2 separate regions of the Hordeum vulgare genome follow, and region 2 is linked to region 1. A link is a contact called in public Hi-C data. All regions are on one chromosome and are shown on one strand. Each heading gives the region's core, a stretch centred on a gene start, on an enhancer-like site or on the middle of the called end of the contact. The rest is flanking DNA. Distances are from core to core; before and after follow the strand shown.

Region 1 (7,623 bases), core at 1,720-4,219:
CTCCCCGGCAACGGCACCAGAAAATAGTCTTGATAACCCACAAGTATAGGGGATCACAACAGTTTTCGAGGGTAGAGTATTCAACCCAAATTTGTTGATTCGACACAAGGGAAAGCCAAAGAATATTCTCGAGTATTAGTAGTTGAGTTGTCAATTCAACCACGCCTGAAAGACTTAGTATCTGCAGCAAACTTTTAGTAACAGAGTAGTGTGATAGCAACAGTAGCAACAGTAACAGTACCAGCAGTGATAGCAGTAGCGGCAAAGTAACGTAGTAAGGACCAGTAGGAAAAACGCGTAGGCATTGGATTGGTGATGGATAATTATGTCGGATGACATTCATAATGCAACAGCTATAACATGGGAAGATATGTAACTAGCTCCAGCTCATCAATGTAATGTAGGCATGCATTCCGTATATAGTCATACGTGCTTATGAAAAGAACTTGCATGACATCTATTATCCATCCCTCCCGTGGCAGCGGGGTCCTAATGGAAACTACGGAATATTAAGGTTCTCCTTTTAATAGAGAACCGGAACAAAGCATTAGCACTTAGTGAATACATGAACACCTCATACTATGGTCATCTCCGGAAGTGGTTCCGGCTATTGTCACTCCGGGGTTGTCGGGTCATAACACATAGTAAGTGACTACAACTTGTAGGATAGGATCAAGAACACACATATATTCACGAGAACATAATAGGTTTAGATCTGAAATCATAGCACTCGGGCCCTAGTGACAAGCATTAGGCATGGCAAAGTAGTAGCAACATCAATCTCAGAACATAGTGGATACTAGGGATCAATCCCCATCAAAACTAACTCGATTACATGATAGATCTCATCCAACCCATCACCGTCCAGCAAGCCTACGATGAGATTACTCATGAACGGTGAAGAGCATCATGGAATTGGCGATGAAAGAAGGTTGGTGATGACGACGGTGACGATCTCCCCTCTCCGGAGCCCAGAACGGACTCCAGATCTGCCCTCCAGAGGAAGAACAAGTGGTGGCGGCGCCTCCGTATCGTAAAACCCGATGAACTCTTCTCCTTGATTTTTTTTCGGGCGAAAGGGACTAAATAGAGCTCGAGTTGGAGGCGGCGGAGCCCCGAGGGCCCCACAAGCCTGCTAGGCGCGGCCGGGGGGGGGGGGCTCCATGGCTTGTGGGCTCCTCGCTCCACGTCTCCGGTTGATTCTTGCGCCAGTATTTTTTATATATTCCACAAAAAAATCCTCGTAAATTTCCAGGTCATTCCCAGAACTTTTATTTCTACACAAAAACAACACCATGGCAATTCTGCTGAAAACAACGTTAGTCCGGGTTAGTTCCATTCAAATCATGCAAATTAGAGTCTGAAACAAGGACAAAAGAGTTTGGAAAAGTAGATACGATGGAGACGTATCATCTTAGCAGCCCAAGGGAACGTCGCCTCCCACGCTTGAGCAGCATTCTACACCGACAACATCGGCGGCTAGGGCACATGCTGCCGGGCTCGCTCATTCTCCCGACGCTCCTCCTCCTCCCAAGCGCCCAATGGCGCTCTAGCTTCATCTATGCCTCGGCCTGGGTGTGCTCCTCCGCCAGCGCATGCGTCTTTTATTAGAGGAGATAGACCGTATCCTGCTCCGGCGTAGTGCCGAGCCACACGGGAGGCGCGGAAACCCACTCCCGGAGTTGGTCGGCCCACTCATAGCGGTATGGCTCGGGCTCCTCCACTTCGATCTTGGGCTCAGGAAGCGTTGGAGGCGCCGACCGTGGCGGTGGGACGGCGGGATCGAGCTGGACGTCGTGGAGGCGCTACTTTCGTGCTCCAAGGCGAACCAAACCTCTCAGTTTGGGGTGTCGTCCGCGTAAGCTGGAGCATGCCTCTGGTCCGGGTCTAGCAACGCGTGCCGCGGGTGCACATCCTACATGTGCGCACACGCGACTCAGCGCACCGCGCGCACGAGGTTAGGGTTGGGGTCTAGATGCCAACCATGCGGGAGGTTGACATCTGGATACAGGAGGGCCTGCTTGTACTGCCAATGCCAGCTAGCTTGGTGGACTGGGATGTACAGACGCTCGCGTTCCCGCGGTGACGCACCAAAGCGCGGAGGCGTCGGCGACAGGGAGGAGCTAGCACCCGGGGTGAGCTTGCCCTTTCCTTTGCCTAAGGAATCTATGATGGACGATGATGGAAGCCGGCTAGGTTTAGGGTTTCTCGTCGCCGGCGGGGGAGCAAATGTCGTTAGATGGGGACGAAGAGAAGAAGTGGATGAGGCCGGCCCTGTCCCACGCTTTGATTTAAAAAGACAACGACCGGCAACTTCCATCCAGTGTGATACGGGTCCGAGTTTAATGGTCGCAATTAATACGAACGTGGACGGTGATTGAGGGGCCGACTGATGGACCCATGAAAGACAATCAAGCGCGGCGCGTCCGGTTCGTATCCGTAAGGATGTAAATTAATCTTAAATTTAGGCCTGAAATGAGTTCATATGAACATATGACGGACAACATTTATGTTTGAATCGACGTGTTGAAACATATTTTTATCCCTGCCAAAAAAAAAAAAAACACGCGTTGGAGCTGCTCTTACCAATCCCATGCTGGAGCTAACCCGTAGCATGGATGGACGAGACAAATGCAGCTCCTGCGTGAGACGAGCGCGCCGCTCCACACACCACCGTGATTCCCGCCCCCGTGCGCGCGGCGCCGCCCGCACGCCATGCGAACGCGGACGGCGCGCGTGTGCCGTCCACTTGTCGCGCCGTTTCCCCACGCGTCGTGGCCGTCGGCGACACGTACAGAGCGCCTTTGCCATCCGTCCGCTCGGCGGTTTCGACACGCGAGGCAGGCAACAAGCTAGGCTAGCTCGCCGCTTGGGCTTGTCATCGCCTGGCGCTGGTGGCGCTTGTGGCAGCAGTGGAGTGTCAGCTACCCGTTTTGGCCTTCTTGTCGCGCTTGCGTGATGGATCATGGATGCAAGCACGTGCACCAACTCACGAGCTTGGGGCGTTCCGGCTTTGGAACGTGCATGTCTGCATGATGTCCGGGTACTTTTGCCGCTTTCGACTCTGCCCAGCGACACGACGAATATCTTTCGTCGCTTCTTTTGTTCACTTTTTCCGGTAGTATATCTGCTGCTCGGCTCCCGGGAGGAAGCCGTTCCTTCGATAGATTGTGTGAGATGGTCCCTGAATAAAAAGGGAGAGGTAGGGATGTAAACACGAATGGCTGACCAGATCACCTCGAGCATGGCTGATGGTGAGCAGTGTGACACGTCGTACCAGCAGTGACGGACCTGGATACTGAGTTTGCCGGGACGTTGAATGACGATGAAGCTTCATTGCACTGCGTCTATGGTCATTAGACACGGAAGATACCCTGTTTTGTTGTCGGAGAGCCGGGGCGGCGTCCCCAGCTCGTCCCAGTGGTGAATCTGCAACTGCGTACGAGTACCAAAGCCTTGTGATTTCCGGGACCTCGTAGCCTTACGATTCCTTGCATGTGAATGAATAGTCCCGCTTAAATTAGTCGGCACGTATATATGTTCCCTCTCAAACACGTGTGTTCCGTGCGTTGCTGCAGTTGCGTTATAGCACGAACGAACGGAAGACGTCACTTGATTACAAGTAGCGATACGTACTGCTGGCTGCTTCTAGTACGTATTGCCTTGTTTTGTCCTCTAAAGGGCCTGGCCTACGCACTGAATTACAGAACGTGTGTAATCACTAAATTGGACGGCATAGACGGACCGCAACCGCAATGACTTGGTTGAGAACACCCTGATCAGCTTTAAATTGACGAATATAAAGAGAAATAAACGTGTTTCGTATGAAGCTTCAACTAAAGAGTAGGCAGAGTTGCGCTTCGGAGACGTGGATCACTGACTAGGCCTTCGTATCACTCCTCTGCCTGGTACGGTACGTCACCCAAAGAGTTCCTACGAGCGAGTATTCGTATGATTTACACCCGTCTGGACACACCTATAACTGGTTAATAAAATATGTGCACGTAATGCATGGTGTTTTTTTCAAGGCAAGCACTCTGCGCCGGCGCGCCGGCCCAACTGTTGGGCCGGTCGAGCTCCAGCCGTCAGATTTGGCCCTCCCGAGCTGTCAGATCCCATCGACCCCATCCCTCCTATCTTCAACCTCTCGCACGGGAAAGGGGAAGGCCCGCCTCGCACGCGCCGACGCCCCAGCACGCGCCGACCGCCTCGCTTCACCTCCTCACCGCTGGCCGCCCTTCATCGTCGGTCGCCGCTTGTCGCCGCCCTTGCCGTCGGTCACCGCCCTCGCCGCCATCACCTATGTCGCCTTCTGTGCGTTTCTAACCTCCGTGGATGTAGCAACGTGCGCTCATGGTTGCAACCCCTTGTAAAAAATAATACGGTTGCAACAAAACATAACGACAAATGTAGCAAAATTGTATAATGGTTGCAGCATTTTCATCATGGTTGCAACTCGTCCATGTCAACGGTTGTAGCAAAAACACAATGCGGTTGCAACAACAAAAAATGACTGATGTAGCAAATTTGTATAATGATTGCAGCATTTTTCATCATGGTTGCAACTCGTCCATGTCAACGGTTGTAGAAAAAAACAATACGGTTGCAACAAAAAAGAATGACTGATGTATCAAATTTGTATAATGGTTGCAACATTTTTTCATCATGGTTGCAACTCCGGCTATAAAACTCCGACGAAGTTTGGTTACAACTCTCATGGACGTGGTTGTAACTTCTTTTATCAACGGGTGAAACTTTTTTTACGCCGTTTGAAACTTTTTGAACACCGCTTGTACCTTTTTTCTAATACATGCATACACACGATCAGTCCATGGCAGGAGGCAGCCATGTCATCTTCCATGTGGCTCGGCCCGAGCACCGGCGATGGTGATTTTGCAGCAGCGCCAGCGAAGGGTACGAAGGCGTGCGGCGGTGCCTGCGGGTGAGGGGGCGACGGCGGCATGCACAAAGGAGAAGCACGCGACGGCGGCGCCTGCGCGGGAGGAGGGGGCGACGACGAGTTGCGCAGAAGAAAAGCACACGACGGTGGCGCCTGCGCGGGGGAGGGAACGACGGCGACGTGCGCGGGAGGAGGGGACGCACGCGATCCATCCTGGTCGGACGAACACGGTGCGTCCAGCCGAAACGGTCCGGCCGACGCGTCGTGTATAAACGTTTTCCTTTTTTCAATGGGTTTATTCCTCAAGTCAAGTTGCGCACGTACATCCATCGCCCCGGAAGAAAAATGAGCAATGAGATCGTAGTATCTGATTGCAGAATATGCTAATGAACTGTTACGTGGCCATGGCCCATGTGGTTCCGACGATCGGATGCATGAGTTGCTGATAAGGATTAATTAACAAGTCGGCGGATATCCCGAAGGCTAAGCTAAACTTAAGAGGAAGTTGACGCTTTGATTAACTGGCCCTACAGAAAATAGGTCTCGATCATCGGTGAGGGCGATGAGGGCGATCCAGTTGAGGGCACGCCACCACGTGCTCACTGTTGCCATCACGTGAAGGCATGGTTGCCTTTACGAGAACGAAAAAACAACCTCTCAAATCAACTCCAATCGGCCTACCCAAGCTCACGCACGTTTTATTTGTTCTTTATATTTAAGTTGATAATGGGTTCAATGCGCCGATACATTTTCATCTTTACGGCTGGCCTGCGTTCATTTTCTATTGTTTACATATATGTTTGGTTGGCATTGAAACATTATTTTTATTTCCTCAAAGACATTTTGATACATCATTAATTAATGGACTTAGATAACTATATTATTCTTCCGCAAAAGAAAAGATAACTATATTATAATATTAGATCCGAATGAGTGATTTGCATGCACGCTTGTTGTTTTTATCTCCCAATAAAAAGGATGCATCCAGCCAACACATTTTACGTTTTTTTTCTCTCTAATTGCTTGGTGCATGCATGTTTCTAGGATAAAAACGATGATATCAGCGAAAATTTCATTAAACTTACATATTCAAAATGTATTGTACCTCAAACCGTCGCTTCGAATGAAAAAACGTCTTCACATAAAAAATCGTCTTGACAAGATCTTCGAAACTAGATTCCATGTTGATATGTTGTGATGATTTTTTTTTTCAATCTAAAAGTTACCACATCTGAACTGTCATACATAAGTTACCATGTCATTTACACAGAAGTTACTCGTGTTATATTCTCAACAAACTTTTATCCCGGGGTTAAAAAGTGATTATGGTGTTTAAAATGAGTTATCAACTTTCTTCTATATATTACCATGTTATCAAAGTATGTTTTTTCAACAATGTTCATTCCCTCGGTCAAAAAATTACCGCGATATTTGTATATGACTTATCAGCTCTCATGTGCATGTATTATCATGTTGTTTACATATGAGTTATTGGGAGGTACTTTAACAACGTTTTTCCTTGGTCAAAAAGTTACTACGATTGGATTGAGTAAGTTATCAGCTCTGTTGTATGTATATTACCATGTTATTTACACATAACTTATCAAGGTATGTTTTTTCATAAAGTTTTATCTCGGGATGAAAAGTTGCCATGGGATTTGTAGTCCGGGCATATATACCATCGTAGTTAGACAGAACTAAGTTAACGCAGTGTTTGTATGTGAGTTATCAATTTTGTTGTGTGTATATTACCATGCTATTTTTACAGAAGTTATTCGCGGTATGTTTCTCAACAAATTTTATCCCAAGGTCAAAAGTTACCGTGGTGTTTGCACATGAGTTATCAGCTACACTGTGCATATATTACCACGCTGTTACAAAAAGTTATCATGTGCATGTATTTCAATACATTTTTCCCGAGTCAAAAAGTTACCGTGTGTTTGTATGTAAGTTATCAGTTTTACTGTGTGTATATTACCATGCTACTTAGACACAAGTTATCCGGGTATGTGTTTCAACAACTTTTTTCCGTTCAAAAAGTTAATTAGATATTTGTATGTGAGTTACCACCTTTTTTATGCCTATATTACCATGATATTTACATAAAAGTTACCGCTGCATGTTTTTTAACAATTTTCATCCCGATATGAAAAATTATCGTGGTATTTGTACATGAGTTATGATGTCTCATGTGCGTCTAGAAGCATGTTGTTTACACAAAATTTACCGGGGTATATATTTAAAAAACTTTTATCTTGGGGGTGAAAAGTTATCGTGGTGTTTCATCAACTCCCCTCCCTCTTTTTCAAAGTTAGCATGGTGTCACCAACTGTCTCAAAATATCGGACACTAAATTACCTTCTTTTGATGTAAACATAGTAAAGGAGATGGGTTAAGTTGCCTATTTACTTTCATTTGTTGAGAAACATACCGTGAATAACTTCTGTAAAAATAGCATGGTAATACCGTGAATCACAATGGAGGTGAGGTGGTTGGCTAGCTAGTCTCGCACATAAGAGGTGCAAGGATCAAATCCTCTTGTTCACACTAATTTTTGTGCCAAAATGCAAACTACCCAGCGTTGTGTTATGCGTAAAAAAGTCGAATGGAAAAAAATGGATCCGGATAAGAGGAGATCGAGGCGGGAAAATGGACCAAGAAGAGGTCCTCGTATTCGTGGCAAAAAATCGGATCTTGAGCACATCATGCGTGCATGCATGCAA
Region 2 (7,623 bases), core at 2,027-4,526, 140 kb after region 1:
TCTACATCATGATATCTTGCCCCAAGTATTACAGTGTTTCATACTCAATACTCTTGACGCATGCTGGATAGCGTTCGATAAGTGGAGTAATAATAGTAGATGCTGACATGAGTCGGTCTACTTGCTTAAGGGTGCGATGCCTATACACATGATCATTGCCTTGAATAATATGTCATAACTATGCGCTGTTCTATCAATTGTCCAACAATAACTTGTCTACGCACCGTATGCTATCTTCAAGTTTGAAGCCTCTAGCGAAAACTATGCCCCGGGTCTACTCAAATTATATAACAAAAACCACAAAAATATTGCTTCATTTTATTTCGTGTTATTTATATTTATATTATCTATCTATCACAATTTAGTCTTTGCAAGTAACGAGTTCAAGGGGCTTAACAACCCTCTTATCAGCATCGGGTGCAAGTGTTTGCTTCTTTGTGTGCAGGTGCCGACGATGAGAGTTTTCTTAATACTCCTATTGGTTCGATAACCTTGGTTATCACTAAGGGCAATACTTATCTCTATTGTGTTGCATCTCCCTTCCTCTTCGGGGAAAACTCCAATGCAGTTTACAAGTAGCAGGCTCGAACGAGCAAAATCTAGAGCTGAGCAAAAATAGGGTCTTATTACACCTTTGGCAGTTGATGAACATATCACCATTCTCACCTTTGATCCAAGAGGTTCAACCTTTGATTCCTCCCTCTCTAGCCAACCAATCCAGCTCATATTTTAGGTAGAGAAAGTGGAATACCCGATCTACACGTCCATCCAAACCAAACCCTAGTTGTTTGACTCCTTGCAAATCTTGTTACTCTTGGGTGTTTGGGAACCCTAGATGTTTGAGGTCACTTCAGAGCTGCATTCCATTGCGGTGAAGCTTCATGATAGTGTTGGGAGCCTCCAATTAAATTATGTAGAGATCCACATCCTTATTTTGAAATGTCCCGATTGTCGCATTCAATGGCATGACCTGTGGATCCACGAAACCTTGCATTGTGTGAGGGCGCGAGAAGAAAAGGGTGAGTCTTTGGGATCCTCGGGGAGCATTATGTCTACACACCCCTCCAACAGAGACATACCCTCCTCCCAAAAGAGGGAACTTAAAAAACACATCCTCGTCTCCATCGACTCCACATGCGATTATTTCACTTTTACTTTGTGCTTTTTATTACCTCGTTTTGTTGTGCTTGTCATATAGGTTGTCCACCTAGTTGCGTATCTACTCAATCTCTTATTTTGTTGAGCATATTGTGCAAAAGAAGTTAAAAATATTGTTAGCCGCCTATTCAACTGCCCTTCCAGTCGACCATATCGATCCTCTCAATGGATTCCTCGAGGATTTAATCCCAATATATTATAAAACTTCACTTTACCCTTGCTAATTCATAGAGTACTTTAACTTACAGATTCATGGGGTACTTAAACTACGTGGAGTAAACAGATAGTACATCTTTTTGGTTCTTCTATATCGCCATTCTCTTCTCCTCCGGGTGATTCTTCTTCAGATGGAGTGTTATGCAGGTCTAGGAGCACCATGCTGCTGCTCCTGATGATGAGGAGAAGCATAAATAGCGGTTGTTGGGACTAATTCACGGCTAAATTTGTAAAGGAGACGATGATGTAGAGGATGCAGCGGAGATGTCGATGTAGTGGATGCATATGAGCTGGTGATGCACACACCAAATGTTGCTACTGCCGGTTCACGGAAATTGCTGCCGGAAAATGTTGCTACAACTTGCAACGAGGAGCGTCTGGTGCTCGGCAACAATGAGCGCCTAGTGAGCGCGATGACGAGCGCTTGGTGACTCGTGCTCGACAGAGCACCTAGCTCGACTATGCGCTGACCAATGAGCGCTGGGCGCAGCGACATACTCGCTGATGAGCGCCGAGGCACGTCGGCACGCTTGGCGAGGAGCAATGTCTCGTGAGCACATTGACATCCTAGAATTGAAGACATTGGGTGCGGCGAGGATCACGTTGGGATGAAATTTGAAATCGAGGAGTGAAATGTCTTTTTAGAAAAAAATGGGCGCCGTTGAGATTATCCCTAAACATCTTAAATTTGTGAAAACAGGGAGTACATGATAGCATGATATCATGATCCTATTATTTACGGAAATACTAACTCACAAACGTTCCCTTGGAGGGGGTTGGCTGTTGATGGCATTTTGAAGTGGTCGCAGATGGCAATATTTCCCACTTTACCTTCAAACTTTACCTTCAAATCTATAAACTATGCAAATCATTCAAAACAACATAATTTTTTGTTGCCTTGACATATGGGTACCGTATGTTGCATAGATATGAGAAAGAATAATCCGCCTACAGAAAAGCCCTTGCAATATTTCTTATGCAAACGACATATATTTATCATCTTGAACATGCCATTCCCAACCCAAGGAATCATATGATATTGTAATTGAGCGATAATTCATTTCAACAAGATTAAAAACATGTGAATAAATAATGCATGTATATATGTAACTTTCTTTTATGAAAATGTACACACACACATACACACGCACAAAGATAAGTGTCTAACTCGGTAAGTAAAGGGCTAATTGTCAAGTTAGATATAATAATAATGATTTAAGTTCGTTTACACCCTTCTATATACTACTCTATACTAAATTACAACAACATGATATAAACATACATATATACCATAATTGTTTTGCAGGAAAGTTTCTACCATGAATTAATAATTATATTTTCACCAAAATTTTCATGTGTTTGGTCCTTTTCATCCACTAATAATTATTATCACATGTTTCGTAATATTCAAAAACAATGGTTTTTGTAATCTTTACATGTACTTCATTCGTCGGAGTATAAGTTTTTTAAAGATTTGTATATAGACATTCATAGAGTGTAGATTTATTCATGTTATTTCGTACGTAGTCTATAATAAAATTTATAAAAAAACCTATATTTTAAAAAACGAAGGAAGCATATTTCATACGGGGTCTGTTTGCTGTATTTCTGTACAGGGGAGGCCTCAGCTGACGGACAAAATTGGCACTATATCTAGTGGTGAATCCCACGCCATTCTGGTGGCAGGCTCCGGACCGTCGGATGGCCCGAACGGACGGCCGACGGCCCGCCATGCGAGATCCGGGTCACGGCCCCCTCAGACGAGCGATACAAACCGCGACACGTGTACGGGGCCAGATTTCTTGGGTCAGTGCGCCCCATCTGGCTCCCGGGACCCGCACGCCAGTGGGCGCGCGTGAGGGGACGGGGCGCTTTTAAATAGCATCCCCCACCGGTGGACTCGGAGGCGGCCTGCTCCTCCCCCCCGCACAAACCACTCGTTCGTCCCGTCCACAAGAGGAGCAGACGCGCCGGTGAGGGTGCGCGCGCGCGCTCGCTCGCTCGCGTGGTGTCCGTCCGCCCGATCCGCCGCCTCGACCACCACCACCCCTACCAGGTATCGCCATTCGTCCGAATCCATCGCTTGTCTGGCTCAATTGGTAGTAGATTCATTTTCTTCGGTGCGGATTCGCGCGGAATCTGCTTGGTTCTCCGGGCGTTTTAAGCCGCCGGGAATGGCGAGCAGGCAGGGCGCCATGCCGCGTGCGTCCCGTATCCCCTCGTAGAGCCTCCGCCGGCGCCGCCGTGAGAGGAGCTCGACAGACAGGTTGCTGTTTTCTCCCCCCTTTGCCGCCGCACCTGATTCCTGCCACCGGTCCGTCAATCCGTTGCTCCGCTAGACGCCGCACCTACCCCCGACCGAATTCCCAGCGAAATGCGCGTGTCCCATGCACGGTTTCACCGGAGGCAACAGCGAGCAGTATTGGAACGAACGAACGAACGAGGCGGAGATCGGGAAGCGGCGTACCAAATCCAAAAGCGCAACCCCTTTTCCTGGTTGCTGACGGGCACCACGGCAATCGATCGCCTCTGGTTAGCGTTGACATTTACAAACTCGGGCTCTGTTTGCATCTTGCCACCAGATCTGCAGGATTTTGGTGCGGACGGTGTCCAGATATTCCGGTACGCCTTTTGGGCCCTGATCCCTGCACCTTCGCCGCTAGCACTCATTTTAGATTCGTAAAATCTGCCATGCTTTTGGCAGCTCCCGTTAGTTTCGTTGGAAAAGCTGCTACCTACCTTTGCCTCCCCTTCACCCCCGGCGCGCTAAATTTGTAGCACCATGTGTTTCTTCTTTTTGATTTGATCAAGGATGAGAGAACCACTTTCCATCCACAATCACTTGAAACAGAATCACAAAGCTGTGATTACTGATTAGGCCGTAACAAAACTAATTGGCCTTTGACAACACGCAAGCTTTCAGTTTTCAAAGAGGCAAGCCGTTATCGCAAACACACACACACGCACACACAAAAATCCGTTTGTCCAGCGAAACACGGCAGGCGGAGCCTCAGCCATATGCTTCTCGTGCCCATGTCGTTGGGATATTATCATAAGAAAGAAGAGGGAAAAAAAAAGAAAGTTAGGCCGCTCCTTTCAGCATGTCGTCGGCGGCGGCGGCGGCTGGCGCGCTGCTGCTCCTGACCTAGAAAAGGTCATCGTGATTCACGACCCCGTCAGATATCCTGTCGCCGGCGCCTGGACGGTGGCGATTGTCCCTTTCCGTTTCGTCACCCCACGACCGCGTGCCTGCGCTAAGGTACAGAAAAGACTGCGTGGGTCAGAGCTGCACAATATTCCACGGATCCAGGCCCACACCCACAAGGCGGGCCTGCACCACCTTTTTTTTTTCGTATTTCCGGCCGCAGACGTCCAGCCTAGCTGGACGCGCACAAACGAACAAAGGCGCAGATCTGGGTGCCCATGGCCCTCTTCCACCTTGGATAGCAGTACCCCTCAAAAAAAAAAACTTGGATAGCAGTAGCACCACGCCAGCCCTGTACTTGCCCTGTATGTGCTGCCCCCGCTCTGGTCCTCCTCGCCTACAGCGTGTAATCCAGGCTTAATGCCTGCCCCGAATCTGCAAAATAAGTCCTAATCAATCAGCTAAGCTGGGTTTATTGCCCTGAATCAGCAAAGTTGAACGTCGCGATCCGGAGCTTTATTATGGTTTGGCCGTGGGACTTCTTTTTCTCTCTTCAAAGCGAGAAGGAAATCACTAGCACTTTGTTGATGGCATCTGAATTGAAAGTCCACCTACCGTCTGGAGATGCGCCATGTTCAACGTGGTATCTCGTTTTACTGCTGTTCCTTGGTCTCGGTCGCCCACTGCTGCGCCGAGCTGAGGTGGGGAAGTGTGTGCCCGAGACTGAGAGGGTGGTGGTTGGTGGGTGACTCGGCGTTCTCGGACCGAATGTGTCGTGGTCGTAGCACAGGGGCGGGAGAGAGAGAGAGACGTATTCGTCCATATTGGCGTCCTCCTTGAAGAGATGGCGGATGGCTTATATTTGACCGTCCAAGGTGTGTCTGGTAGGATTTGATCGCCTTATCTTACTGGATATGTCCTCATTTTGAACGAGTTTCTGGCGCATATACTTCCTTTACTTTGACCATTGGATTGGTCACCTTATTATCTCCATCTTCCACCGCCCTGTGTTTTACTCCAGTACGACAGACGATTTTGTCTCTGATGGTTCAGAGGCATGGGCAGATCTGAATTTAGCTTAGCAGTAGTACATGTGGGGCAGCTGCGGTGCACGCACCCAAAGGGAATCTTAACATGCCATTGGGTTCGCACATGCCGCGATCGCCCCACTTGTCATGTCATCCAGGAATATTTTACTTTTTTTTTCTTCAAAGAGAGGAATACTTTATCTTGTTAGCATCGGGGCACGCCACCATTACCGTGGGCGATGATATAACACCCCCTCGTGCCGTGTTTTGTTTTCCTTGCATAGCTGCCCCTCGTGCACCAGCAGAACTGAAATAAAGTATTAACCAACTTGCTAGATATTTTCGTTCATAGCAGTATTGTGAGAATCATGCAGTTAGAATATACTGTTCTCTTATTGATCTCGTATGATTGGAATACAATATAACTTCGTTCGTGACGTCTGACCATCTGTGTTTCCTTTTCTTGTCAGCAGCATCATGGGTGCCGGCGGCAGGATGACCGAGAAGGAGCGGGAGAAGCAGGAGCAGCTCGGCCGCGCCGGCGGCGGCGCAGCCTTCCAGCGCTCGCCGACGGACAAGCCGCCGTTCACGCTCGGTCAGATCAAGAAGGCGATCCCGCCTCACTGCTTCCAGCGCTCCATCATCAAGTCCTTCTCCTACGTGGTTCATGACCTGGTCATCATCGCCGCCCTGCTGTACGCCGCTCTGGTCTGGATCCCCACCCTCCCTACCGTGTTGCAGCTGGGCGCGTGGCCGCTCTACTGGATCGTTCAGGGCTGCGTCATGACCGGCGTCTGGGTCATCGCGCACGAGTGCGGCCACCATGCCTTCTCTGACTACTCGCTGCTCGACGACACCGTCGGCCTGGTGCTCCACTCGTGGCTGCTCGTCCCATACTTCTCGTGGAAGTACAGCCACCGTCGCCACCACTCCAACACCGGGTCGCTGGAGCGCGACGAGGTGTTTGTCCCCAAGCAGAAGGAGGCGCTGGCATGGTACACTCCCTACATCTACAACAACCCCATCGGCCGTCTGGTGCACATCGTGGTGCAGCTCACCCTCGGGTGGCCGCTGTACCTGGCGCTCAACGCCTCAGGCCGTCCGTACCCGCGCTTCGCCTGCCACTTCGACCCCTACGGCCCGATCTACAACGACCGGGAGCGAGCCCAGATTTTCATCTCGGATGTCGGCGTGTTGGCCGTCTCCTTGGCCCTGCTCAAGCTTGTGTCGTCGTTTGGGTTCTGGTGGGTGGTGCGGGTCTACGGCGTGCCGCTGCTGATCGTGAACGCGTGGCTGGTCCTGATCACCTACCTGCAGCACACCCACCCAGCGCTGCCGCACTACGACTCGACGGAGTGGGACTGGCTGCGGGGGGCGCTCGCCACCATGGACCGGGACTACGGCATTCTCAACCGCGTGTTCCACAACATCACGGACACGCACGTGGCGCACCACCTCTTCTCCAACATGCCGCACTACCACGCCATGGAGGCCACCAAGGCGATCAAGCCCATCCTCGGCGAGTACTACCAGTTTGACGGCACCCCGGTCGCCAAGGCCACATGGCGCGAGGCCAAGGAGTGCATCTACGTTGAGCCCGAGGACCGCAAGGGGGTCTTCTGGTACAGCAACAAGTTCTAGCCGCAAGGATCGTCATCAGCCGTGTTCCAGGAAGAACTCAGAGAAGAGGTCCTTACAAGTAATCCATCCATCTACCTACATATGGTTAGTTTTTAGATAGCAGAGGGCATTTGGGCACAAACAAGACTACTATTACCGTGCCAATGCTAGAAAGAGTTGAGTGGTGCAAGGAGGAGTAGCGTGTCCGTGACTTTTGTCAGTTCCTTCTTTACTTTCCTCCTGCGTCTTAGTCGCCGGCGGTCGTTGTTGGTGTCCGTGGCCATTGACATGGCCGTGTGTGTTGTGTGTGCGTCTGTCATTGCATTGGCGTCATCTCCCCCCGTCCGTGTCATGTTGTTGTAGACCATTTCGTGTTTTATGGCGGAATAACTGATCATCGAAGGGCTACTTTTTTGAGTACTCGCCAGTTTTGAGTCCTCTGTGCTTCCTACTTCA

Evidence for each region. A called contact is a pair of places that touch in the nucleus more often than the background predicts.
Region 2: a Hi-C map of leaf shows a contact between it and region 1, with 2.7 times the contacts expected there. The contact joins the promoter of LOC123405501 here to the enhancer-like site in region 1. A contact is called at or near these places in 1 of 6 Hi-C or Micro-C datasets (leaf) and 1 of 1 datasets of contacts at active chromatin or transcription factors (embryo).

What each region holds. Positions count from the first base shown.
Region 1 is chr6H:475,138,157-475,145,779 of MorexV3_pseudomolecules_assembly, forward strand. No RefSeq gene overlaps it. Among protein-coding and RNA genes, the nearest start is that of LOC123405501, 140 kb to the right of the region's middle. Within about 2 kb of position 2,970, at least 2 of the 3 cell types and tissues checked have open chromatin away from gene starts, as enhancers often do. A contact at or near this core is called in leaf, where this site is marked.
Region 2 is chr6H:475,279,289-475,286,911 of MorexV3_pseudomolecules_assembly, forward strand. It overlaps LOC123405501 (fatty acid desaturase DES2), which reads left to right and starts at 3,277. Exons shown (of 2, transcript XM_045099164.1): 1 at 3,277-3,430; 2 at 6,018-7,587. The coding sequence starts at 6,025. The coding sequence ends at 7,188.